Linked DNA regions of Mus musculus: regions 1, 2, 3 and 4 are each linked to region 5. A link is a contact called in public Hi-C and targeted proximity ligation data. All regions are on one chromosome and are shown on one strand. The core of a region is the stretch at or near the end of the contact, and the rest is flanking DNA. Distances in the headings are between cores, read along the strand shown. Region 1 has its middle 110 kb from the start of Gcnt1. Region 2 has its middle 92 kb from the start of Gcnt1. Region 3 overlaps Pcsk5 (proprotein convertase subtilisin/kexin type 5). Region 4 overlaps Prune2 (prune homolog 2). Region 5 holds the start of Rfk (riboflavin kinase).

What was found. Hi-C and Micro-C count contacts between places; a contact is called where the count stands out from the background.
Region 1: a targeted proximity ligation map of bone marrow-derived macrophages shows a contact between it and region 5, with 2.5 times the contacts expected there. A contact is called at or near these places in 1 of 39 promoter capture datasets (hippocampal neurons), 2 of 484 Hi-C or Micro-C datasets (centroblasts and cortical neurons), 2 of 130 datasets of targeted methods (bone marrow-derived macrophages and pancreatic cancer cells) and 2 of 9 other capture datasets (adipose tissue and liver).
Region 2: a contact with region 5 is called in a targeted proximity ligation map of CD8 T cells, with 9 read pairs. A contact is called at or near these places in 1 of 39 promoter capture datasets (fetal liver), 7 of 484 Hi-C or Micro-C datasets (CD8 T cells, Th1 cells, Th2 cells and 3 more), 6 of 130 datasets of targeted methods (CD8 T cells, Th17 cells, embryonic stem cells and 2 more) and 2 of 9 other capture datasets (adipose tissue and liver).
Region 3: a Hi-C map of muscle stem cells shows a contact between it and region 5, with 1.7 times the contacts expected there. A contact is called at or near these places in 1 of 39 promoter capture datasets (liver), 7 of 484 Hi-C or Micro-C datasets (the HL-1 cell line, embryonic stem cells, liver and 2 more), 1 of 130 datasets of targeted methods (embryonic stem cells) and 1 of 9 other capture datasets (adipose tissue).
Region 4: a targeted proximity ligation map of pancreatic cancer cells shows a contact between it and region 5. A contact is called at or near these places in 9 of 39 promoter capture datasets (the C10 cell line, the HPC-7 cell line, cranial neural crest and 6 more), 21 of 484 Hi-C or Micro-C datasets (the BV-2 cell line, the CH12 cell line, the F1.1 cell line and 16 more), 40 of 130 datasets of targeted methods (CD8 T cells, the NIH/3T3 cell line, SST interneurons and 23 more) and 3 of 9 other capture datasets (adipose tissue, liver and pancreatic islet).

The regions. Positions count from the first base shown.
Region 1 is chr19:17,244,600-17,249,630 of GRCm38.p6, reverse strand. No RefSeq gene overlaps it. Among named protein-coding and RNA genes, the nearest start is that of Gcnt1, 110 kb to the left of the region's middle.
Region 2 is chr19:17,262,505-17,267,585 of GRCm38.p6, reverse strand. No RefSeq gene overlaps it. Among named protein-coding and RNA genes, the nearest start is that of Gcnt1, 92 kb to the left of the region's middle.
Region 3 is chr19:17,550,962-17,556,769 of GRCm38.p6, reverse strand. The region is part of intron 20 of Pcsk5 (proprotein convertase subtilisin/kexin type 5); the gene reads left to right. Gm41813 (a long non-coding RNA gene) reads right to left here. Exons shown (of 3, transcript XR_877744.2): 2 at 4,388-4,532; 3 at 1,880-1,927. Among named protein-coding and RNA genes, the nearest start is that of Gm41813, 18 kb to the right of the region's middle.
Region 4 is chr19:17,136,365-17,142,171 of GRCm38.p6, reverse strand. All of the region lies in intron 9 of Prune2 (prune homolog 2), which reads right to left. Among named protein-coding and RNA genes, the nearest start is that of Prune2, 180 kb to the right of the region's middle.
Region 5 is chr19:17,391,269-17,396,544 of GRCm38.p6, reverse strand. Rfk (riboflavin kinase) reads right to left here and starts at 2,502. Exons shown (of 4, transcript NM_019437.3): 1 at 2,153-2,502; 2 at 1,196-1,347. The coding sequence starts at 2,234.

The sequences.
Region 1 (5,031 bases), core at 836-3,335, 150 kb after region 5:
ACACTATGGTACGTGCATGCGAGATCATGAACATGCACACACATAGATAGATAGATAGATAGATAGATAGATAGATAGATAGATAGATAGATAGATAGATAGATAGACAGACAGATAAATAACATTTAAAACAAATGTGGTGGTACATTAACATCTGTAATCTCATGTCTTGGGAAACTGAGGCAGGGCAACCTCAGGTAAATAGCAAGACTTCAGTCTTATGATAAATGAATGAGTGAGATAATGGGAGAGGTAAATAAATATTTAACACCAATGATGCTTGATAATAGGACAGATGATAAATTCATGTGAGTCATTTAAATGTTTTCTAATTAGAATGGCACTGAATATTAATTATGAGAAACATGTTATCTTGTAATACTGAGTGGTACTTTCCCTGTGTTTTCAACAAAGTCCTATTTTTCTTTTTAATTTTGCACTACAGTACACAAATTATTTAGCTTGTCCCATCCCTGGATGGGCTGGAGACCATATTTTAAGAATTGAGAGGTCACATGCACATTTTGAAGCCAAGGGTTGCTTGTGACTGTAGATTGCATTGTCTGCTGGTTCTATTTCTGATCTCAGGCCTTCCTCAAAGGCATACACAAACACACACACACACACACACACACACACACACACACACACACACACACACACACACACCAGAGAATTATTTCTCTGCCTTATCAGTAATAACAACATCTGTCTAACTTTTACAGAATACTTTGGTCCTGAACTTTAGTCTCCTTATCTATATGCTATGAATTAGAATCTTTCCAACCAGGCTTTCAAAAGACAACCCCCTTTCCTAGACACTTCTTTCCTTCCAAAGACCTAGGGATACCAGCTAGCTCCCCTGCTCAAGCTGGAATGTGCCCCGCCTCCAAAGAGCCTATAACTGACATCCTCTATCAAATAACCAACATTAACATTGCAGATGTTCAGCATTGAATGGAAACAAATTCCCAGCATTCAGCATGCAAAGAAAAGTAGATTAAAAGTCACTTTGAAATGCCAGCATGGAGACAGTGTATGTTTCTTTCACAACCACTGTCTTTCAAGGAGCAGCCACTGGGGTGCTTGGTGCTAGCTCAGGTTGTATTCCTACCAGTGTCTTGATCCTGGATCCTCCAGTGTCCCTCCTGCTTCTCTTGTAATGGTTACAACCTTCACCATTCTATGATCCAGGAGGAAAGACATATGCATGCCAGAATCCCCAGGCAAAGCTCCCTGCAGTTCTGCTTGGCTAATCTTTCACCAGTCTCAACTGAGTGGTGCTCAAGGTTGATTAGCGGAAAAGGTTATTTAAACTGATCACCTTAACAAAGGGGAAGCCAGTCTATTGGTACATTTCATTTTGTATTTTATTTTTTGATGATGGAAATTTAACACATGGGCTTAACCATGCTAGGCAGGTGTTTTATCACTGAGCTACAATCCCCAGCTCCCTTTAATTTTAGATATAAAGAAAGAAGTCCTTTCTCTTATTCCTTTGGGAAATATGAGAGGGGTCTTTTCAACATGGCTATCTAGTGACAGAGTTGGGCCTGACCCTTGATCATGTACACTACTATCTTAGGACGCCATTTAAGAAGCTGGTACATCTATGATTGATCTCCTTCTAGACACTAAGTTTCCAAAGGCTAAAAACAGTGTTCTGTCAGTGTTAGAACACTTAGCTTAGTAGTGTCAAAGAGCAAAAATCCAAATTGTAATTTAAAGATTTTAATTGGCTTTCTTCTTTTATCACACATATGTGCATGCGTGTATGTGTATGTATTTGCATGAGTATGGGTGAAGGTGCACATGTCTGTGTGTCTGTGTGTTTAGAAGCCAGAGGACAATCACAAGAATCGTCCTCAGGGTTGTTGTCCTTGAGATCATTGTCTCATTGGCCCAGAAGTCCCCAGTTTGGCCAGACTGCTAGCCATCCCTGGGATTATAAGAATGCACCACCACACTGGCTTTTTACGTGGGTTCTGGGACTTAAACTTCAGTCCTCGTGGTTGTGCGCCAGGCACTTTACCCACGGAGCTCTCTCCTCTACTCTGGCTTCGCTTCTGATTACAGAACTGTCTGGTGCTCTGTTTCACTTCCCCAGATGAATGAATGAGACAGGCAGAAGATGTTTTTTTTTTGCAGAAATATAAAGCGCTGGAAAAGGCAAAGACAGTGGAATGCAGATTGGTTGTGTCACAATTACTTTCTTTTAAGACAAGTAGAAGAGAAAACTACAGAGAAGTAACTGGCTGGTTACCATCAGAAATCTTGTCCTAGTTAGGGTTACAATAGTTGTGATAAAATACCTTGACCAAAAGCATCGTTGAGTGGACAGGGTTTATTTCACTTCCACATCCACATCGCAGTACCTCATCGAAGAAAAGTCAGGGCAGGGGACTGCAGGAGAGACCATGGAGGAGTGTTGCTTTCTGGCTTGCTCCCCAAGACTTGCTCAGACTGCTTTCTAATTTTTTCCACCTGCCCAGGAGTAGCAGAGTGAGCAGGGCCCTTCTACAATGTTAATCAAGAAAAATGCCCCTTAGGTTTCTGAAGTCAGGAACACTCTGGTAAGAAAATAAGATCGGAGATCGATCACTTTCTATGCCTTTATATTTGGCAGTTTACAACTTTTCCTACTATGGCAACCTTTTTGCCATAATTTTTTGGAGGTAACACAATATTTTGAAGTCTTATAAATTTGATTTTATACCAGGAGATGGGATCGACAACAGTCCACTTGCTGTTCTACAGGCCATTCTTATAGAGGCATTTTCTCAACTGAGGTTCCTTGCCCTCAGATGGCTCTAGTTCCTGTCAAGTCAACAAAAACAAAACAAAATAAACAAAATAAGCAAACAAAACCTAAAACCAAACCAAAACAAAACAAAATCCCAAAAACCAAAACTAGCCAGCATAGAACTTCAGGCTGTGCCTTTTGCATACAAAAGGATTCAATAGAGGGAACTTCATTATCATGTTAATTGAATATGGCCTGTTTAGGATATCTGCCATTGCTTCATTTCAGTTTGGTGAAGGAACTTGACATGAGTGACTCCATTTTGATTTTCAGTCTGGTCCTACTGAGTCCTGTGTAGGAGCTTAGTCCAGGACAGTATCTCACAACTCTGCTGGCATCCATGAAGATATACAAGAGACACTTGGCCTACTCCCTTTGTCTATCAGACCTCTGAAACGATGGATCCCAAGAAACTGGAAAGTCTGCAGCAATTTCATGCCTGGGAAGGGAAAGACTGAAGCCAAAGGAGAAGCTCGTCTCTCGGGAAGGGATTTCACAACTCTCCAGGAAGGAGAGACTAGAGCTGAGGCCATGAAGATGGCTTGCCCGAACCTTGGCCAGGATTGTTTACATATGCACAATTGTTGCCTTCCATTTAAATCTAATGCTCACTTCAGGATCTGGGGACTATGTGGGGAGGGAGAGAGTCTTTGGACTTCTTTGTTCCTTTACCCAGTATGAATTAGGACTGGGGAGCAGGCAGGCTTTGAGGATTCAAAGGCCCACGCCATTCCCAGTTAACTCTTACTGCCTTGTGCTCAGGGATCAAGATGTGAGCTCTCAGCTTCTGCCCCAGTGTTATGGCTGTCTGCTGCCTTGCTTCTCCCCATGATGCTCATGTACTCTGACCCTCTGTAACTGTCAGGCTCCAATGAACACTTTCTTCTATAAGTTGCTTTCATTATGGTGTCTTATCACAGCAACAGAAAAGTAAGACAGTGACCAAGCTTGTTAGGGATTCCACAGCCCAGGCTCTGACCCTAACAATTCAGACAACACTGCAATGGGATAACAAGGAAAACTTAGCTAAGGACTATAAGTATGCTAGGCATACTCATATGCATGCTTATAAGTACATAAGCATATTTGTAAGCACTTATAGTGAAATACATGAAAAAAAAACTATTACCAAAGTATTAAGCAAAACACACATTAAGAGAGACAGTTATTTTAGATTGTTTCTCTCTCTCTCTCTCTCTCTCTCTCTCTCTCTCTCTGTGTGTGTGTGTGTATGTGTGTGTGTGTGTGTATGTGTGTGTGTGTGTGTGTTTATGTGAGTGTGTGTGTGTGTGTGTGTGTGTGTGTGTGTGTGTGCGCGCGCGCGCAGGTATACTTGTCATGGCACAGGTATGGAGGTCACAGGACAACTTTTATGAAGCTGGTTCTCGCTTCCAGCTTCCTGTGGGTTGTGGGGACTGATCTTAAGTTGCCAGGCTTTAGAGAGAAGCCCATTTATCCACTGAGCCATCTCACTAAGCCTAGATTCATTTGTTGTACTATGACTAAAGTTTTCCTTTAAATAAAAATGATACACTAATATAATCCCCAAATCTCATATTTCTGTGTTTCAGGACATCTTCAACCGATAACAAAAACCTTGAGTACCTACCATGATGGGCTGTAGGCAGTGGCGTGCTTGCAATGAAGGCTCAAGGCTCTGGGCTCCACTCCAACACTGATTACGGTTCTAGATAATCAACCTGTCACTCTTACAATTTTAGAAAGACTGAAGTCTGGAAAGATTAATTTCTGCTTTTAATAATTTATTTCCTACACCACACACCCGCCACTTGCTTTTTAGCGAGGCTTGCAGTTTCTTGCTGAAATCTAGACACTACAACCTCACGAAAAGAAACTTCTAAATAGGCCTTTTGTGTGAAGGTTTGTTTGTCTGGCTGAACTTCAGGCTCTGAGTGTACTGTTTGCTGTCATGGTAAGTATTAGAAACCAAGGTTTCATGTGGCATTCTTGTTGTGGCCTCTCTATTGCCTCTGAGCTGCCCTAGAGACTGCTTAAACGTTCTCCGGGGACTTAATTAAGGAGTTCTCTAGGGTTCACGCCCAGCCATTACTCGGCTGCCCAGTAGATGCGGTGACCTGTGTGGTGTTTCTGTGCTCGGGCAGTAAGCATGCACTGTGGAGCTGAGTCTTCACCAGTGCCCTTCACTCTTTTTTGTTCTGTTTTTCCACCTCAGGTGAGACTGGAAGTGTTAAAGAAATTATTTAATT
Region 2 (5,081 bases), core at 1,091-3,590, 130 kb after region 5:
ACACTGGGTGTGGCTTTCCCTCCTTCACCTGTGTTAATTCATCCCGACCACTGCCTGGGAGGGATTTGTGTGTGGATTGCTACTTGTTGGATGTCTTCCTGCCACCAATACAAAAATACAAACACAATGTGTACTGACTCTCTCTCTCTTCCCCCCTCTTCCCTTCTTCTCTCTCATTTATATGTGTGTATATTCTCTTTGTTTGTTTAAGGCAGAGTTCCACTACAGATCCTTGGTGGTCTGGAACTCGAAATGTAGGCTGGCCTCAACCACTTAAAGACCTATCTATCTGTCTCTGCCGCCTGAGTGCTAGGATTAATGGTGTGAACCCCCAGGCTTGGATTTTTCAGTTTTTCTTAAAGCTGGCACCTAGGGGGTTGATGGTGTAACTCAATGGTAAATTATAGTTTTAGTGTGAACAGGGTTCTGAGTTAGATCCCCAGCACCTAAAACAAACAAACAAACAAACAAACAAACAAACAATCCAGAATGGTTGAACCCCCTGGATAGATGAGTTGGGTTCTTGTAAAGACAGGTATATTCTTTTATTGAAGCACAACACACTTGTTAAGATCTCTAAGTCAGAGCCAGGGAGATGACTCTGGGTTAAAGGCACTTGGGTTTGGCCCATGGATTCCACAATGGAAAGAAAGAATTGACTCCTGAAAATTCTTTTTGGCATGTGTGTTCAAGATCAGGCACACACACACACCACCACCACCACCACCACCACCACCACCACCACCACCACCACCACCACCACCAACAACAACAACAATAGTTATTATTATTATTATTTTAAATCTGTAAATTAACACGGCTACAACATAACTGGCAGGTTCTCAGACCCTACACCAGTTTCCCCCACCATGACTACTGCAGAAATGAGTTTCTTGAGAATTTCCTGTTGTATTACATTCTAAGTCACTTTAACTTCCTGCAGTGTGCAAGACTTAGTTTCTGGCCAGTCCTGGCCTTTGCAGACCCACAAAGTGGGTCCTCAAGAAGCCCTTCATTGGAATATTAATGGAAAACTCTGTAGGAAGGAACCGAGAGAGAGCTGCAGACACACTGCATTGCTGCATGTCCTGTGAGGTACAGAGTCTACATGCACAAGAGCTGTGCCCACAAGGCCCGAGTTCACACAGACAGAGTACGTAGAATTTTTCTGATCTATGAATGCAATTCTTTTCCTGGAGAAAGTATTGGCATATTACATTCAGATTATTCTCATATGCCTAAAATGCTACAAGAAGGCCCTAGAGAACTTCACAGCAAAAGAAAAGTCAGTGTTTTTCAATATATTAACAACTACTGACAGCAAGCCTGAGCTCATTTCATCCATTGCAGATATATGCATCCAGTATACACTGTCCAGTGCACCCCGAGACAGCACTATACGAGTGGACTTGACCCAGAGCCATTCCCCATCCACCCAAGGCTGGGAAGACTGCATTTTACTTAGTTTGTTTTTTTCCCTAAAGCCTGAAAAAAAATTATCACTAGGAGTCCAAATGTGAGGATATGGAACACTTGATCTATCAGTTCTACCCAGTTTATACTGAAAGTGCTTCTTCATTTCAGCAATGTTACATATTTGACTGAAAATCTCCAATATGCTAACAGAACTTTGAGTAATTCGTTGATTGACTTGCTAATTCACTGCTCAAGGTACTATGAGGAAGTCATACAGATTCCTTTTCTGTGTGTCTTCTTCTTCTTCTTCTTCTTCTTCTTCTTCTTCTTCTTCTTCTTCTTCTTCTTCTTCTTCTTCTTCTTCTTCTTCTCCTCCTCCTCCTCCTCCTCCTCCTCCTCCTCCTTCTTCTCCTTCTTCTTCTTCTTCTCCTTCTTCTCCTTCTCCTTTCCTTTTTTTTTTTTTTTTTTTAGTACAGGATGAACGTTTAATAGATTTGATAACTTGACAGGAAGAAAGATAAATAATCATAGTATGTTTCGTGGAAAACTTCGTGTGTCTAACAATTAGGAAAAAATAAGCTTACTGAGAAAAACAAAACTTAGCTGCTAAAAAATTTCTTGACCTTTCTGAGTCTCATGTTGTATTAGGGGCATTTGAGTAAAGCAACTAACTACGTGTGGGTTGGATTTGTAATATATTTACACATCTTATATACATATTCATGTGTGTATGCATTTATTAGATTGACCTGCAGAGTGCAGAGATTACAAAGTCCCACAGTGGAAGTAGAAGATCTAGGAGCTGGAAAGCTAAGAGGTAGCTCAGTCCAGGCTGGCAGAAGTCTCAGTAGGCGGAGTAGTTCCTACTCTAAGGCCTGAGAGCCCTGGACTTGTTTGTAAGTCTCCCAAAGAAGGAAGAAATTGCCTCTTCTCCTGTTCTCTTCTTCCATCAGAACCCTTAGCCAGTTCGATTACTCACCCACATCAGAGCAGATCTACCCACTCAGTGTCCTGACTCAAACAGCAATCTTCCCCGGAAACACCCTTAGAGATGAAACTAGAAGGGCACCTTGTTAGCTCTCTCAGCTCCCCACAAGCCAGTCAAAGTGATACCTAAAGTCAAGCCCCTAAACAGTTCCACTGATTGCATGTGGTTTGGAGGTATCGCCTGCTCTTCTCAGTTCGGCTTTGCTGAGGAGTTCACAGCTAAACTTCCCCCATCACACTGATCACTTGATTATAGACTGTCAGCCACGTGCTCTGCGGCTCTGGGAAACTACCCTTTTTATAGTTACCCCAATTACAGATTTTCTGCTATAAAAATATCTTGTGGGGGAGAGTCTATGCAAATATTCCATTTTTCATTAAAGTGTCTATGTATCTATAGATTTATGTTGGCTGGTGGATTTCTATCGACCCAGATGACTCTCAGACGCTATGGTGCTCATGTGTTTCATATTGACTCTACTTTCTGTGATTTTTTTTTTTTTTTTTTATCTTGCTTTGGAGAACAAGAGTCATCCTCAGCTTCCTTGCCTCAGCTTTGGCATTTGTCTCCAAAGCACACCGGTTCTCTTGTGGAGAGCTGCATCTTCCAGAAGATAAGACTAAGATTGTCTTCACTACTATAAGTTTTTTCTACTATAGACAAAGCTGGGGATATAACTATACTCGTTTGTGTAGCTATGTACATACATACATACATATTCATAGGCATACATGTGCTTTAACTTTTTTTTTTTTTTTTGGTCAATCTATGATGGTTAATCTTCATTGCTAAATTGACTAGACAAAGAATAGACTAGACATAGAATCTCCGAAGAGATTGTCCCACATCTACAGGAGTGTCCGGGAGAAGTTTCTAGAGAACTGCCTGAAGAAGGAAGAACCACACTGAGTATAAGAGGTACCATCCTCACCGGCCCGGAGCCAAAGGGGGGAAAGGAGTGGAACTCTGGGTAGATGTAGCAGTTCCCTGCTTCCTGTTGGCTGTGATGATTCCACCACACTCTCCAACCACGGCGTGGACTGACTCCCTTAAATCTGTGAGCAGAAGCAGGCGGCGAGTGGAGTTTAGGCCAGGCAGGCCATGTCTCAGCAAACAACAAACTGACAAGAATCTAGAAGAGACAACGAGAAAAATGCAGACCTTTCCCAAAGCAGAAGTGGCTCTAAAGGTGGGAGAAAGCAGTTAAAGGAAGAAGGGTTAGGAAAAGGGCGGGGCATCACAAAGGCGTGGTCAATGTGATTGACATGGCTCAGTGAGGTGGGTGATCGGAATGGCTGACTCATAGCCTGCTTAACCATGACTTGCTGCTGATGGATTTCAGAGTTCTCTGCTCGGTTTTACTGCAGCCAGCCAAGCTGGACATGGTCATGTGGACTAGTGTCAGCTGGACTACATAGCTAATCTTTATTCAAGCATTCCCTGTCTTTGGGAACAGTTACTGTAGACAGAGGAATTTAGATGCCTCCAATCAAACATCAGACATGCAATAAAAATTCATAGAACAAAACTTAAACAACAACAAAACATCCATATTCACTCATATAGAAAATTTACAGATTAAAAATAGCATCTTGGAATATGTATTCTTTTAAAAATGTACTAAAATGATAGTAGAAGACTTTCTGTTTCCTGAAAATTCATAAATCCAGAGAGACTGCTTGTGGAGGAAAACTCAGGAAGGCTTGGAGTCTTTGTAAGGGAGGGGAGAGCGTTTACTGACAGAGACTCAATAAACTGAAACCCACATTGGCAGGGCTGGAGAATGAGTCATTTGTCAGCTTGTGCCCTAGAAGCAAGAGCAGGGTGTGTAGGACTCAGTGTCACCAAGTAGCGACAACCAAAGCTCCTGGGCAAACATGTGGAGGCCTTAGTTTAGAAGATCCCTTCTCAAGGTCTTGAAGATGTCCCCACCCCACCCTTTGTACAGAGTGAAAGTTCAACCTCAGAGCCATGCTGTCTAGTGTGGTAAATGCATGCTACCAGTGCCCTCTGAAAGACATCAGATCACAAAGCTTCAGTTAGGAATAAAATATAAAATATCCTGGCCAGCAAGATGATGAGCAGGTAAAAGTGGTTGCCACCAAGCCCGATGGCCTGAGTTTGACTCTTGGGACCCACATGGTAGGGAAAGACAACAATTCCTAAAATTGTCTTCTTACCTCCACAAACACACACACACACAAACACACACAAACACACACGCACACACAGTGTAAGAAAAAAATTAAGATATAAAATATAGAGCATTTGCGCATGGGCTTCTGCTCAGTATGCCCTCAGTCAGTCAGTCAATCCTGAGTACTGCAGCCAACAAACTAACGAATAGAATACAGATTTAAAAAATAATAAAATAATGATTCTATGTTGAAGCATTATTATTTTTGGTTAACTGTATTGAATAAAACATGATTACAAGTAATTGCTATATCTTTTTAGTATTAATTTAGAGATAGAGTCTCCTGTAGCCCAGGCTGACCTTGAAGTACATATGGATAGCAGGATAGCCTTGAACTTCTGATCTTCTGACATCTACCGACATCCACCTTTCAAGTGTTGGGATTATAGGTAGATGCCATACCCAGTTTTGATGGTGCTAGGAATGAATCTCAAGGCTTGGTGAGTGCTGGCCAAATACTTTACTAACTGAGCTGTATCC
Region 3 (5,808 bases), core at 115-2,614, 160 kb before region 5:
TAACCTTGAACTGTTGAGCCAATTCATCACAGGGGCCCTACCTAAAAAAAAGAAAAAGCCCCTAAGACCTTTGTTTTAGCTGCAAGACTCTTGTTTGAGGTTCAGAGGATGGCGAAGAAGCCAGTCATTGTGGAAGTTAACTATCTGTGCTACCTATCATGGTCCCTCTCCCTATCTGTTTGCCTATGAAGGAGTCTGTCTAAGTCCTAGACCCTCTTCCCATGTAAGTTTGCCACACATTCGAGGTTCAGGTCAGGGAGGTACTTTCATGGTTTTAATCTAATTAGTTCATTGCTACAAAGGGCAGTAGTTCAACTTACAATGGTGTAGTCAAGAAATGACTACAACTTTACATTTGGTGCTAGGCCTTCATCTCTTCCTAGTCAAATTTGCAAAGTTCTCAAGTGGCACCCCAGGAGAAGCCCTTGCCTCAGCAGTGGCCTTCTCAGGCTTATCAAGAAGTTGCAAGCCATGAACTTGGTAATGAAGGGAGCTGATTGGCTCTGTGACTACTAAATTGAAATTTCTTTATTGGCTGATCAACACTGTCAGCATACTTGAGTATGGAAATACACAACCCCTGCGCACCCTTCCCACCCATATACCCTAGTAGAATGACTCCTGAGATGCTGACATGGAAAGACATGTTTTTCACTGTGTTTGCATCATCATCCAGCCTCACACAGAATTCCAGCAGAAAGCACTGTGCGAGCCAAAAGGTGTCTTAGTTAGAATTGTACTGCTGTGAACAGACACCATGACCAAGGCAACTCTTGGACAACATTTAATTGGAGCTGGTTTACGGGTTCAGAGACTCAGTCCATTATCATCAAGGCAGGAGCATGGCAGCATCCAGGCAGGCATGGTTCCGGAGAAGCTGTGAGTTCTAAGTCTTCATCTGGAGGCAGCTGGAAGAAGATTGGCTTCCAAGCAGCTAGAAGGAGGGTCTTAAAGCACCCCCTACAAACAGACAATGATGTCCTTTGTCCAACAAGGTCACACCTATTCTAACAAGGCCACACGCTGTGCCAAGCACATTCAGTCCACCACACAAGGCAATCTTAAACTGTCCTGGCAAGTTGGATCCTATCTCCTTCCATTCTCTAATACAAAATGGCAGGGGGAAACCAAGGCCAGCTGTAGCTTGACCTTGCCTACCCTAAGCTGGGCTCTCAGCTCTAAACTCAGAATATGTACATGACACAGAAAGTACAACCCTGCTTCTCTTCTCTGGTTAACATCCATTTCCAGATGCTCTTGTTGCCAGACCGTAAAGTCCAAAGTTCTCCACAGAGCACTTTAGAGCCTTTGACATATTCAGCTGGGCACAGCCAAGATGAACTGAATTTCACTGTGGCTCATTGGAGCTCCTTGGCACCAAGCAGCAGACTCTAATCCACATAACCGTGTCTTCTCGTCATCACTAGCGGTGATGATCCAGCCAGATTCAGTTCTTTGGCAGCAAAGAGGCAGTTACGTAGCAGGCCAGAGCGTGAGTGGTGGCACAGGATCCTGTCCTCTACCGCCAGGAGGCTCTTCAGAGGGTGATTTGGCTGGGTTTCCCTTGGGTTGGTTGGTTTCATTTCTGAGACAGACTTTCACACTATGGCTTAAACTGGCCTTAAACTCAACATTCTTCCAGCCGTTGCTTCCCATGTGCTGGGTTAGTAGGCATGAACCCCACGCCTGGCCTTAGTTAGGTTATTATTGAGGGATTTGCTTAACAGGCTTTCTTCCAGGTGGCCATTGTTTGGACATAGCTATTGTTTTGTTTTCTGAGCAACAGAAGATATTTCTAGAAAATTCCAGACATACTTTCTGAGGTCCATATTGTAAGATCCTTGAACTTTTGTCAATATTCTTATATACCTTTGTAGCGTATAGCTTTTGCTCCAGGAACAGGCTGTGCTACCAGCCCCCCTCAGATCTGTGGATGTAAAACACAGACACATACATTGCTCAATTTCAACCTACATTCTTGGCTCAATTGCTGGGCACTACTAATTTTCCGCAGCTAATGTACCCTTCCTAATACCTTAGCTCAGCACTCTAAATCTACTCTCAACTTTAATTACTCAGTTACCTTTAGTCCCAGTTCAACACCCTAACCTCCCACCTGGAAAAGTGGCCTATGGCCACTTGCCCAAGATCTTATATGGTTGGTTACCTTTTGTCCCTCTAAAGCATGGTGAAATTTTTCCTTCCTCCTCTTCATCTCCTCCCCTCCTTTCCAGGGACCCTGAAGTCCTGTCTCTTTCCTTCCACCCCACAATTGGCCCCTGGCATCTTTAGGGGTAGATCAAGAACCAATTGGGGAACAGAACCTTAGCATCGGACCCACCCCCTACATACTTTAAGTATGTAATGTTTTAAGATTAACATGGTTTTATTTAATTGGGCACAGACATGAAATTTCTGACACAAGAATTACTGCTAGTAGAAGGTGTGGCCAGGACTCAAGCCACCACTTCACACGTGTCCCTCATACTGCTTTCTTTTTTAAGAGTGCCAAAGCACATTAACTTCAAACGACACACATTGTAATGTGAGCAGAAATCCTTTCCCAAAAAAGGATGCAAAGTTCACTGACCCTTTGAACTTGCCTTTTTGGTTTTTTTGTTTGTTTGTTTGTTTGTTTGTTTTTGTTTTTTACTTATAAACCCAAATAAATACAAACTTGCTTTGCCATACACTAGCCTCTGGGGTTCCTACCTTCTCCAGACTGACCTTCTAATGGGCTAATACATACAAAAGACTTAGCTATAATGTGACAGTATTTAAAGGGGCATAAAACATGTTGAGAGTTCAGAGAAACAAGCTCACTTTGCCAAAGAAGTATTGATGCCCCTTGTCCTTGTACAAGGCTGCCAAAGGCATCCCAAAATAGTGTGAAATGTTACAAATAGAGTTGGCTCTACTGTGCACAAATAAAGCTGCAAAGGTCAAAATCAAATGGTATCTTAATTAAATATCTGTAAATTGCAACATGTCAAACTAGTCAATTGTAACTCCACTCTTAAGGAATTGTGTATAATTAAATTTAATGGAGGATGAAGATGAATTTTAATGAGTCATACAATGCAAAAAAAAAAAAACCCTCCAGAAGTTAAAGCAGGTAGTTTCCATGGGGATATTAATATTGCCTTGAAAGAGAGAGCAAAGTTCATCATTCACTCCAAAGGCCATGTTTCAGTGAGGACACTGGGGTGAAAGCCACAAAGGATACTTTCCAGGAAAGCAACCTGTAAATCCTGTCTTTGCTTTCCATGCTCTCTCTAAGGAGCCTTTAGTCTTATTGTTTTAAACTCCTACAGACCTACTTTCCATTTCAAAGACAAAACACCTGAGGCTGCATACTTTATAAAGACAACAGGTTCATCCAACACAATTTGGGGAGCTAAGAAGTCCAGCCAACATGACACTAGATTATGAGTCATACACACACAAATCCATCCCTACTCCCATGCTACATAGCATCATGGTAGAAGGTATGGCTTGAGTTCCTATAGGATAAAAATGATCACATGATGAGACAGGAAGTCACTAAAAACTAAGGACAGAGCAGACTTGCCTTTTTTCTTTCTTTTTTCTAACAATTACAGTCAGAGAACTAGCTGGTTACCATCACAACAAGTTAAGGGCCTTGTCTCAGAGGCTTCCCATTAAGCTCCAGCCTTAAACATCCCCCACCACTTAACATCACACACTAGAAACCTACTTGGAAAAGCCTTTCTTTTTCCTAATCTCTTTCCCCAGATTTTACTGATTCTATTAACTACTGGGTAATTGTCTTCAGATACTGGTAGGCAACTCAATTAACAAATCCAAAACAGACATTAGACACCTCAACCCTGCTCCCACTGCCTCTTCCCCTACAGCTCTCCTTTCTCAGGAAAGGACTATTATAAATCCACCCAGTTGCTCAGGACTCCTCTTTTCTGCCCCAAATCCAATTTAACAGCAAAGTACCACTGCTCTCACTTCCAAACTCGCTCTCTCAATGGCCCACTTCTACCTACTCCATGAGTCTTTAAGTGGCTTCTCTGCCTTTAGGCTGCACCTCTGTCTTCTCTTTTGTCCCTGTCCCATCCACACAGAGCAACCTGCCAGGTTTTCTCTCCCACTTGTTCAGAATAAAACCAGACTTCTCTGAGATCTTTCTGCCCTCACCTCATGATGCCTTTAGCCTCATACTCTGGCCTTACTAACTTTCTTTGTGTTCTTCAAACAAAATCAGTGTGTTTATGCTTCAAGATATTAAGTCTTAGTTTAAAAAAAATCTCATTTTTGTTATGGGATAATGTGTTACTGGGTCATGCTCACATCCTGTGGTACAATGGTGAGAGGAGCTGCAGGTCACCTCTCTGATGTGAGCTCAGCCACCTACCTTCCTCTTTCCATAGCCATAATCGCATGGCATTCTTGATTCAATTGCCTGTTTACTGTCAGTCAACTCCATGAGAACTGGTACTGCTCTGTCCATCCAGTCTGCAACCATCAAGATATGTAAGCATATCTTGTTTAATTATAATCTGTATAATAATAATATAACAAATAAGGAGGATAATCAATATTTTTTATAAGTCAAAAAAAACCCTTAGGATCCTTAAGAATAGTACTCTAGAGAGTCTATGCAAAGACACAGGGCCACTTGAAGGGCTGTTCAAGGAAGTGGCAGGCAGAGCAGGTAGGGTGTACAGCTGAAGTAAGGATTCATGGACCATTGCCCTCCTTCCATCTCCTCTTCACCAGAGCCATCACCCCTCTTGAGAGGCTAATTGACTTGCCCAAGGACCCCATAAGTCACCTCTTGGCTCCTCGCCAATGTATTTGAGAAGCAATCATTCAGAGAGAGTGCTGAGGAGGACATACCTGCTTTAGTCCCCCGAGGGCTAATGGCTGTTTTGAGCCAGCTAATGAAAGGCTAGGGGACTCAGCAGAGCTCAGTGGCCATGTGAACTCACACTAGAGAGGTGACCTGCAGCTTCTCCTTGCCATCATATCCCAAGGCTAGGGGGACCATGGCAAAGTAACATGTTATCCCATTACTGCAATCCTGTGAGTCCTGCTAGCAAACCTGGGGTAGCAAATTCTAGGTGTTTTCAAATAGGCTTCTGCTGCCTTGTGAAACATAGTGGTTACAAAAACAGTAAAAGATAAACTGTCAAGAAAGGGTAAGGCCTGTATTACATGTGGGACTGAATGACTTTAACATCGTGAGAGCCATCAAAGTGGTACATCATTTCTAAGACATGTGGATGTGAATTATCTAAAGGCACAATAGCAGCTGCAGCACCCACTGCTTTACACTATTTTTTTATTTTTATGTATAATTGTGAGGTTTAGGATGTGTGTGTGTGTGTGTGTGTGTGTGTGTGTGTGTGTGTGTAAGGCTGTCTGCATGGCTGGCTGGCTGTGTAGCTGTATGGCTATGTGGTTGTGGTACCCGCTAAAGCCAGAAGAGGGCATTGGATCCACCAGAATTACAGGCTGTTGTAAGCTGCCCTGCATAAGTGTTGGGAACTGATTCTCTGCAAGAGCAGCAAGCTCCCTTAACAGCTGGGCCATCTCTTACTTTATCCTGAGATAGCGTTTCAAGTAACCCCAGCTGACCTCAAAACACATCGTGGAGCTATGGCTGACCTAAAACTCCTTTATCTTCTTAGTCCCACTTCTCAAACACTGGCGTTCCAGCCTTGCTACACCACACCTGTCTTGATCATCAAGTTCATCAAGGACGAACCCTGAGGAACCAGGCAGCTGTGTACCAGTTGTTGGCCGACATAGTTAAAGTTAGTGGCTCTTTGG
Region 4 (5,807 bases), core at 317-2,816, 250 kb after region 5:
TTAAATGATGGTCACAGACTCACAGCACTAAATGGGACTTCGTGAGCCTGTCTTATACAGACCTCTCACTTTCTAGTTACCAGGTCCCCGGTGGTAGATAATAGTACTGAGGGTGCGGCTAAAAATATGGCTTAGAAAAGAATGTACTGCTCATACAGAGGACCCAGGTCTAGTTCCCAGCACGTCTTCAATGAGAAATAAAGGTAACAGCCAAAGTTCAGTGCACACTCACCAAGCTACTGAGAAGTAAGCTCATGCCAAAGTCAAACTGGAAAATATACAAACACTTATAACTCCAGTGTCAGAGGATCCGATGCCCTCTTCTGACCTCCACAGGCCCCTGCACACACATGGTACACTTATATACACTCAGGCACACACACACACACACACACACACACACACACAATTTATTTACTGTATTTAAAGTTAGGGATGGGAAATAAAATTAATAGCCAACCATCAGTTCACACTCACCAAGATAAGACAGAATCAAGCTTGAGCTAAAGTCAAACACTCAAATACACAAGGCATCATGAAAGGCTCATCACAGGGGATCTAGTCTCCGACTGCACAGTAATGCAGGAGGCTTGACTACCTCTGACTTAGACTAACACACAAAGAAAGCATCCTCATGGCCTGGAGAGGCATGGGGCTTGTCCTGACTTTTATCCGTCATCACTACCAGTTTTTCCTTACTTCAGTAACATCAACTGTCCATTCATCTGTCTTTCCTACCTCTCCTGTTCCCCACACTCCTGGGATCATATTATGGTACCTTTACTCCTGCTTTACTTTAGATAGGTTAGCGACTTCTAGAACTTCTCATTTCATCAACCTTTCTGAGATATTTCTGGGATGGGGGGGATGGGAAAATGCGATTGCTAACTGGTGACATTATGTCCCCTTGCTTCCTGAGTCTCTTGCTCATGGGTAATAGTGGCTTGAGAACTGGGACTCCCAAGCTGGATTTGGGTAACACGAAACTTTGCTTTTCAGAACAGGGTGGAAAGGATGTGTTTGGCTACTACATTTTAAACTAGAAGTGATTTGGGGAAAAAAATAAAATCTTATTTCATCGTATAGGATGAAAATATACCTGAATCATATGAACCAGCCTCCCATGAACCCTGACAGATGTGGCTTCTCCCTAATGCTCACTGATTGCCTCGCAGACTGTTCCAGGAAAACTTCAACAAACATTTGAATGTTGACAGCATACAGAAGTGTTAACTAGTCTGGGAGAGGGGAATTACAAAACTAACGGATCAGAAACATATCTGCTCTCTATGAATCTAAACATCAAGGAGACCAAAGAGAAAAGAGACAAATCCACACAGAACAGCACAGGAAGGGCTGGACACATTGGTGGTGATTTTGGAAACAGACAGACAGGAGTAACACCTAGAGGAGGTAGCAGGAGGGCAAAGCCCCAGCTGAGCTCTCCAGATGACAGCTGGCGGTTGATACTACTGGGAAGCAATAAAGAGCAATAAAACAGCCTTCGTATCCTCCTGTATCTCCCCCGGCCTCTATGCCAACCGTCAAGACTCACTCTGTTGTTACAACCTATGAGTCACTCTCTAGAACTTGCCATGGGCAGTGTTTGGTCTGATCCTGTGTTCCAGCTGGTAAGTCTAAGATGAGTCACACAATCATTGCCCAGGAGGGAATAACCAAAGGACAATCTCCCCTTGTTCTTCATACTCTTCCCTAGTACTACACCACAGTCTATATAGGAGTCTGCAGCAACCATATAGAGACCAAGGTACACTCTGGGTCCATGGCAGGCTGAAGACAGATCTGGATTTTCCTTTTCGGCTGGTGCCACTGCCTGAGTTGGAGTGATCTTGCTCTGAAGAGGAGCGGCACTTTCTTTAAGCAACTCACCAGAGCAGCAAACTCCGCACTGATCTGCTGCTGCCCCTATCTTAACTGCATATCCTTAAGCTCTCCATTCTTTGTAGTTGCAGTAAAACCACCTGGCCTGCGGGAAACCCATAAAGGTTGAGATAAGATGGCTCGCTGTCTCAGAAAAGCCTGCATCACTATCCCGCTATCCACCACACCCTGAACTCGAGAACTAACCCTCACTTCTCATTTTATGAATTCCTTCTTTATTATCCCCTGAACACAGGTTTATGAGAGAGAGAGAGAGAGAGAGAGAGAGAGAGAGAGAGAGAGAGAGAGAGAGAGACTGTTCAGTCCCTTTCAGGGTCATATTGTCAGCTCAGAAACTGACTGTGAACCTAACCAGTTAGCATTTTCCCCTGGTAAATAAAGTTGCCTTTGCCTTACATCTGACTTTGGTGGTCCTTTTCTCATTATCTGCATGCTTTATGACGCCAACATCCAACCTCAAGCTTGACAAGTCCCTGAGCAACAACCCATGGGTCCTTGCTGTCTTCCATTTCCAAGTCCTCCAACTGTCTTCCTGTCTGTGGCTCTGAAACTTTCTCCCTCCTTCTGATCCCAGGCTCAGGTCCAGTCCCATAATGTACAGTCAGATTTCCACCTGCTGCCATATTGAGTCCACTGTTACCACACCATCGAGGCAGCCCTAACTCAAAAACACTGGCTTTCCACAGTCGACATAATACATTTAATTCAAAGGGTTTTGTTGTTGTTGTTGTTGTTGTTGTTGAAATCTCAGGACTCAGCCATTTAGTCAATCTTTCCTAACTCTCCTAATTGTTCTACTGTCTACGTACAATCAAATTCTCTTAGTCTTCCATGTGTTGCTGAAGGCTCACTTGACTATACTTAGATTAGGGAATTCTTTTCACCAGAAACATTTTCCCTCCCAACCTGCCAACGCTACCCTATCCCTACCTCTAACCTATCCTTACCTCTACCCTATCCCTAACTCTACCCCCTCCCCATCTCTACCCTCTCCCTAACTCTATCCTATCCCCATCTCTACCCTATCCCTACCTCTACCCTATCCCTACCTCTAACCTATCCTTACCTCTACCCTATCCCTAACTCTACCCCCTCCCCATCTCTACCCTCTCCCTAACTCTATCCTATCCCCATCTCTACCCTATCCCTACCTCTACCCTATCCCTAGCTCTAACCTATCCTTACCTCTACCCTCTCCCTAACTCTATCCTATCCCCATCTCTACCCTATCCCTACCTCTACCCTATCCCTAGCTCTAACCTATCCTTACCTCTACCCTATCTCTAATTCTACCGTATCCCTAACTCTACCCTCTCCTCATCTCTACCCTATTCCTAACTCAACCCTATTCCTACCTCTACCCTATCCCTAGCTCCACCTCATCCCTTGTCCTCATTCTTGTCCTCTACCAGGAAGGAACTGGAGCAGCCCAATCTCTTACCTGAAAGCACCCAGAGTCCCTCTGTTGTCCCTCTTACTGAACTGCCTTCATTCTGTCCTTGCCAAGCCAGTTGTTTCACTTTCTCCTCCCAACGAGGGTGAGGAAAGAGAGTGAATCCTAATTAGCTTTGGATCACATGCAGCCCTTAGGGAAAGCATTCTGTTCATAATAAATATACCTGCGCTGAGAGTCTGGTTTCGTTCTCTAGATGTAAGCGCAAAGGTTGTAAACTAACTCGGAAGTGCCACCTTCCTCCTGAACTTAGTAGGTGTTTTGCTTTTCCCAGCACAGAGAAATTTAAATATATGGGGCTACATTTTGCTAAAAGCCCAAAGCCACTGAAGGTTGAAAAACTAAATGGAATGAAAAAAGAAATTCACCTAGATGCACCAACGAGAAAGTTAGCCCAACATCTGGTTAAAGGGAAGCCCGCGGGGCTTCAGGCTTTGTTTAGGTTCTAGAAGCCACCTTTGCATTACAAAGCGGCCCCCTGAGATGTCCCCAGAGTTGCTAGCTCCAGAAAATCAACAGACTCGCCTTCTTTTATTTGCCTTTGAGTAGAGGGCAAGGAGGTTCAAGCCATTGTAATGCACTTTCTACTATCCTATGAGAGTTTAATTTGTCAATAAGAGCAGTGGGCATTTTTTGTTGTTTTGTTTTAGAGGTGTGTAGATATTAAATTTCTCAACAATTGACATCCCACAGTCTATTTTCTTTACTATTTAAATTTAATTATCCTACATTTTTATGTTCTGGGCATATTACCAATTATAATGCCAGGAAAACTTTCATCACATGAAGACTTTGAGATGGCTTATTCTGAAGCAGCTCCCATCTTCCTCTGTGGGAGGCTGGGGGGGGGGGGGGCTTTGAGGAGGGGGAAAGGGTAGAGATGGGGATGGTGCTAGAGCCCTGGAGCTCTGGGGTGACTAGGCAGGGATGAGTGGTGGTGGTGGGGACTGGGGCTGGGGTGGGGCGGGGTGGGGCTGGGGTGGGGCTGGGTGGGGCTGGGTGGGGCTGGGGCTGGGGCTGAGGCTGGGGCTGGATGGGTGGGGTTGGGGTGAAGCTGGGGCTAGGGGCACTTTTCCTGGTTGGATATGGGTCTAAAAACTACTCACAAAATCAGTTACTGATACTAATCTGTAGAGAGTCGGGCAATTGGTGAAAGGATGCCCCTCTCCCTTAAAACATGGCCAGTGCTCTCTTTGCAGGGCAGTATCTGCCACCCATCACCTCTGCCGGGTAGAAATCGAGTGTTATCGTCTAAAGTGGCCAGGGGCACTTTATCGTTAATTGCTTACACAATTTACTTTTTCAGCGAAATACTGACATTTCATACATAAAATAGTGGTTCTGTCTCTTGATTCTGATAGGCCAGTGCGAACAGCAGAAGCCCATTTTTGAGAGTGACCTACTTCTGTAGCTTAGAAATCAGGTAGGTTGTAAATGTTCTAAGATTTATCAGAAAAATATTGAGAAGTGGGTGTTGTTATAGTAGCTTCGATAACTTTTAGAAACGCAAAATGTGAACTCCTCACTACTCCGGCAGCCTGCCCACACCATCCAGACATTACAGTCATCCTCTCTCGGCGGTCTCAACAGTTTTAACACGGTCACTTCCTCTAATTTATTGTCTGCATATTTATCCTAGACATAAATGAATAAAAATTGATTATAGCTATGCAGAGGTGTGTTAGATAATTGTCTGCAGCCAGGAAGGGGGCGAGAAATCGAAAGCTTGCCTGCTCCTTGGTTCTGAGCTGGTCAGCTGTCGGGTGTCAGGGGTGAGGGACCGGGCAGAATCCAGCCTCCTCTTGCCCCCTCCTCCCTCCTCCAACTTCCCAGCGGCAATAGACAGGCTTCAAGAAGGACTGTCTCCATTGCAATCTCTCCTCGCCCGGCCCAATCTTCCTAAAGTCTGACCAGGACCCACCTACCTTCTGAGGGTGACAGGAGGCTTGCTAGCGAGAGGAACAGAAAGATGCGCGGTTCTGGCGCTTCAGCATCTCCCTTCTGGAGCAGTTAACACCAAGTACAGATTCGCCTCCATTTTCTGGTCACGTGATCCCTGGCACATCTAAATAAGGCTGATCACCTGCCTCCTAGATCTCCTAGTGCACCAGCCTGCTGTGCCTGGCGCTGGAGCAGAAGCTGGGAAAGGCAGCGTTTGGGAATAGAAAATACTCCCGCGGGATTATGGAGTCACAAACACCCTCTTGATTTTTATGTCATTTTTACGAAAACCGCTGCCACTCCTTTCTCTGAATAAGGCTGCATTTGAATTTCTTCAACATACAAGTTTGAAAGAGATTCCGTTCCTAGAAACCTTTTAAACACACACACACACACACACACACACTACCTCTACAGCGTATCTACAAAAAAAGGTAATTGAGCATTTAATGAACAATGATTAAGATAATACAGAGAACCATAAAAAAACATAGAAAAAATAGTTCTAGAA
Region 5 (5,276 bases), core at 1,253-3,752:
CCAGGTGATTTTAGATGGAAGGGTTAGGAGGCTAAGTAGAATGTGGCCCTGAATATGAAGCCTAGTTCCATTCCCAGCAACGCTAAAAAAAAAAAAAAGGAAGAATGAAACAACAAGAAAGAAAGAGTGAGCAGGAGAGAAGAGGGATGAGGTTAAAGCATACTACAGTAAGCAGTGTCTTAAGGCAATCAATGATGCAAAGAAATGCTTTTTTTAAAAGGGCCTCACTTTTGAGTCTGTTAGGTGGTCCATAAAGCTTAAATAGACCCTTAAACAGACAAAACCAACAGGGCGTGATGGCACATTTCATCCCAGCACTGGAGAGGTAGAGGCAGAGGCAAAGGCATGTGGCTAGATCTCTGGGAGTTCCAAGCCAGGTAAAATTACACAGTGAGACCAATAAAAATGACTGAATAAAACAGGTAATTTTGAAAGATGAGGGAAAAGGCCCACTTATAGGACACACTGAAAACAAAGAGCGACACAATGGCAATCCTTCCTTCTAGCAACTACTCTCTTGTGAGACAGGATCTCACAACACAATCCAGGCTCTATTCCTCTCCCTCCTACATTGGATGACAGGCGTGTTCAACGGTGTGGCTTTAAACCAAAATGGAGGGCTGAAGTGATAGCTCAGCAGCTAACAGCACACTAGGACCCAAGAGCTTGCTTCCCAGCACTGAAGCTGGACAGCCTGGGCTAACGCCAGCTCTTAGTGGATCCAACCTTCCTGGCCGCCATGGGCACCTGAGCTCATGTGCACACCCACAATTAAAAATTAAATATTTAATTTAAATGGCTCACGGCTATCAATCAAAACACAGAGAGATTAGCAGAAAACTATTACAAAACCTAATCCAACTATATGCTCCTTATGAGGAGACTCTTTATTCACAGAAACAGAATAAAAACATGGAGAAAACTATCCCATTGAAATAAAAGTAAATAAATGCTGGGGGCGGGGCAGGGATGAAGTGGAAGGAAGGAATGTCAGTTAGCATACAGCCCAGGCTACTTTTCTTCCTGTTATTTGTTTGTCTGTTTGAATTACGATCTCTCTAGTAGTCCTGGCTGTCCTGGAACTATATATACCAGTCTGGCCTTGAATATCAGAGATCCACCTGCCTCTATAACTGTGAAACCCTTAAGCTGAGGGGTTCTGTGTGCATTTAAAAGAGCAAGATGTGACTCTTACCATGGACTTTTTCACATTCTTATAGTACGGGTTCCATCCAATGCTCACCACCATTTTATGGACATCGCCGCTCCCAACGCTGGCCCAACCATAATAAATGCCAGTAGACACATCAGCTGGAAGATTGTCCACCACTTGTTCAGGAAAATTGGCTAAATAGAAGTAAACAGATATTCATTGCTACAAGATTCACATTAAACATTGATTAAAAACATATTAAAACGTTAACTTGAATCATTACACTCCCAGGATCTTTCTGTTTTCCAACCTTCCACATTCCGACTTGAATTTCTTCTCTTCAGACAGCACAGGTTACAAGTGAGGCACAAAGCAAGTGTATAAATCTCTTCCCTCCACCCCAAAAAGCCACACGAAAATGCCCAAGTGGAAACAAAGACACGAAATAAACACAGAGGTTTATCGTAAATTACCCATGTAGTCCTCCACTTGGGAGGCTACGAGAGATCCCCTGAGAGATCCCCAGAGCTCAGGGAGTAGGAGGAAGCCTTTGGAAACAGAGCGAGACCCTATCTGTTTGAATTAAAACAAGCAAAAGTCCCTGCTTTTTCCTAGTAACGCCCCTAAGTAGGCTGAGTCACTTTAAAAGATTCTTATTTTCAAAAAACACAACCCCAAATCCCCAATTCAAAGATTGACTTAATAGGTCAAGGCACAGCCCAAGGCATCAATTTTAAGAATGGACAATCAAGTCTTGATTACTAAAACTTACGTAGTCAGACCAAATAAACGTCGGCTCTCATAGAACTACCCGTGTTGTCATTGATCACTACACAGTAGCATCATTAGAATGGAACTTTCAACAGCTTGAGAGTTCGGCCAATCCAACCTGCGGTGCCTTCCCGGACGGGGCTGCGCAGCTCGTCGCTAGCGGCAGGAGCGCGGCTGCCGGGTCCCCTGCCCACGGCCTAGAGCTCCACGGCCCCGCGACGCGCTCACCTGTGGGGATGCCCAGTTGCTTGGAGCCGCGGCCGAAGCCACGCACCACCTGGCCGCGGCAGAAGAACGGCAGGCTCCTCATGACGCTGACCTCGGAGGACGCGGGCTGCTCCTCGCTCCGTGCCTGCGACGGAGCCGCCGTGAGTGCGGCGCCGGGGCCCGGACCAGCCGGGGGATCCCGCGGGAGCTGGGCCGGCGGAGCGAGACACCTGCCGCGACCAGTGCCTGCCCGCAGGATAGCACCCAGCCGTCAGATCCCAGCGGCCGCTCGGCCGGAACTACGACAACCGCGGCGAATGCACAGGTCTGCGGCCCAGGCGACCGGCCTGCTCGGCTTCCGTTGCTCTCCCGCCGTAGCCCCGCCCCCGCCGTTGCGGACCCGCCCAGAAGCCGCGCCCCGCTCGCCGACATCGTAGTGCGGACCGTCCTCACCTCCTGCGGCTGAGGCCCCGCCCTCGCCTCTGTGGCCCCGCCCTCACCCATAGCCCAGCCTCTAATTGTCGCCTTTTCAGCTTCTGAGTTTGGGCTTTGCTGAAATAAGCGTTGCTCACAAGATAACTTAAGTTGTTCTTTTCCTCCACAATTTTGAATAAAATTCTGCCCAATCTTTGCAATCACTTTCTTTTCCCTTACTCGTATGTAACTCTGAGAATGTTCAGCTGATCTTAAAAAATGTTTTCTCTATGTTGGGAACATTCTTGATAACGTTTCATTTCCTTGACTCTAGTATACTAACACAAAACAGGTATTTGTAACTGACTGTGAACAATCAGTTGAGAGAACTCACTGCCTTCAGACCAGCATAAAACAAATATGTGTTGAAAGAACAAAGCACACTACCAAGGTGCTAGGGAATTAACGGGAAGGAAACTGTAACCCCGGGCCCCATAGGACACTCGCCCAGTAAACACTCTAACAGAAGTCTTTAGAAAAGTTTAAATGACTGTGGCTGCAAGCTCACGCTAGCCCTAGATAAACTAGAATTTGAATGCAGACCCTGCTTCCTTGAGCAGCCAATATATGAGAACTACTTAAATGGGAGGATCTGTGCGAGGGGATACTGGGAGAAGGGAGCGCTGCTATTGGGACGTAAGGTGAATAAATACTTTTTTTTAAACAGAAAAAGAAAACTACTTAACAGGTTGCCTGGCAATATTAAAAGTGTGAGCCAGGCATGGTGGTGCATACTTATAATGCCAGGAGTCAGATGCAGAGACCACGGGCTACAGAGACCTAAGAAACTAAGAATGTAATCACTTACCTGCTTAGGGGGGGGCGGTTTCTTTTTTCTTTGTTTGTTGAAGGTGGTGGTAATTGGATACCGGCTCTATTCCAGACTGGCCTGGAGCTCACAACTCTGTCTCAGCCCTTCTGTGTACTGAGATTATAGGCATGCACTAACACAACTGGGTAAGAATGTTTTTAGTGCTGTCTTCCAGGTGTCTTTCATTCCAAATAGTTGATATGTTAGAATGGTAGTTTTCAGTTTCTTCATCACCAGTGACAAAGCACACAGGGAGGTGAGAACCAGATACATCATGCTGGGTTTTATACCACCAAGTCCACGCTCTAAGGGAGTGAGAGAACTGAGATAAAATGAGGAATAAAGATAGATGGTTTTGTATTTCTTTTGGTTTGGTTTTTCAAGACAGGGGTTCCCCGTACAGCGCTGGCTGTCCTGGAACTCACCCTATTGACCAGACCGGTCTTGAACTCAGAGATCTGCTTGCTTCTGCCTTCTAAATTAAATCTGGATTAGAGGTGAAGGTGTGCCCCACACCTGACCTAAAATAGATGATTTTTGAGAAATAAAATAGGAAGGGTGTGGATTCAAGACTAGCATGACCTACAAAGTAGGTTCCAGATCAGCCAACTCTGTCTCAAAAGAAAAAAAGAAAAAGAAAAAAAAAAAAGAAAAGAAAAAGGGAAAGAAGGAAGGAAAATAGATGCTAAGTACGTGTCATACTCTCTCATTTAATTTTGAAGCTTGGTTTTAGCTGTGTAGCCCTGGCTGATCTGAACTTGCTGTTTAGGAGAAAATGGCCTTGAACTCACAGAGATTCGCTTGCCTCAATCTCCCAAGTGCTAAGATTAATGTCAGGCCCCACCATGCCCAGCAAATTCCTTTTTCATGAAGCTATTCGTATGCATTCCTATAGATGCATACTTTGTACATTCAGGTAGCTATGGACAAGAAAATTCTGTTTCTTTTCCACTGCATCTTGGTAGCCTCCGAGGGCTCTCTTTTACTTAAAAATGAAGTTGCCTTTCCGGGCTCTATCTCTGCTTCATCTAGTCATCAAGTCAGAATCTGTCAAAGCCACTTCAAAAATGGGGGCCAGGAGTGCTTGCAGATACTCAGATGTGTGTTTCATCCATGTGATTTATTGTTTTTCACACTCATTAATAGTGCTCCGATGTATTTGGTTCAGAAGATACGTTACTGGACCTTCTTAATTAATATTACTTTTGCAAATCTAGAGTTGAGAGAGAGAGAAAGAGCATGGAGTTGTCAAGTTTAGTGCTTTTAAACGTAAAAATCTCCAAAGTATTTCTATTGCTCTTTCTGAATTGCACTTGCAGTGCTTGGCCTCTGCCTGCAGGGAAGGAGACCCTGCCCAGCCATTGACTGGCTAGCAATTTTATTTACCAATCAGAACCAACTTGGGGCAAGGACCCTCAGCATCTTACATATGAATTCTCATGCAATTCTCGGGAACCCAAATAACATAACACAAGTGTTAGACTAAATCCACATCAGTGTGCAGCACCAAGCCTCTGAGGAAAAGGGTTTTATGTCTCTAGGATGGAAAATCATGGGGGTACAGTCAAATGACATGCAGAGCCTGCTGGTAAAGCCAGTTCATGCAGATTCCTTTGGGCCCTTGTTTGGCTGGCATCTTCAGGGATTAACTTCTTGCTGGAGTAAGGAGGAGGCTACCTTTGTCATTGTAAACCTATGCCCTGCTTCTATAAAGGCAGAGAGAGCTTGCTCATAGTTCGAGTGATGTTTGTTTGTTTGTTTGTTTATTCATTTGTTTGTTTTTTCAAGACAGGGTTTCTCTGTATAGCCCTGGCTGTCCTGGAACTCACTCTGTAGACCAGGCTGGCCTCAAACTCAGAA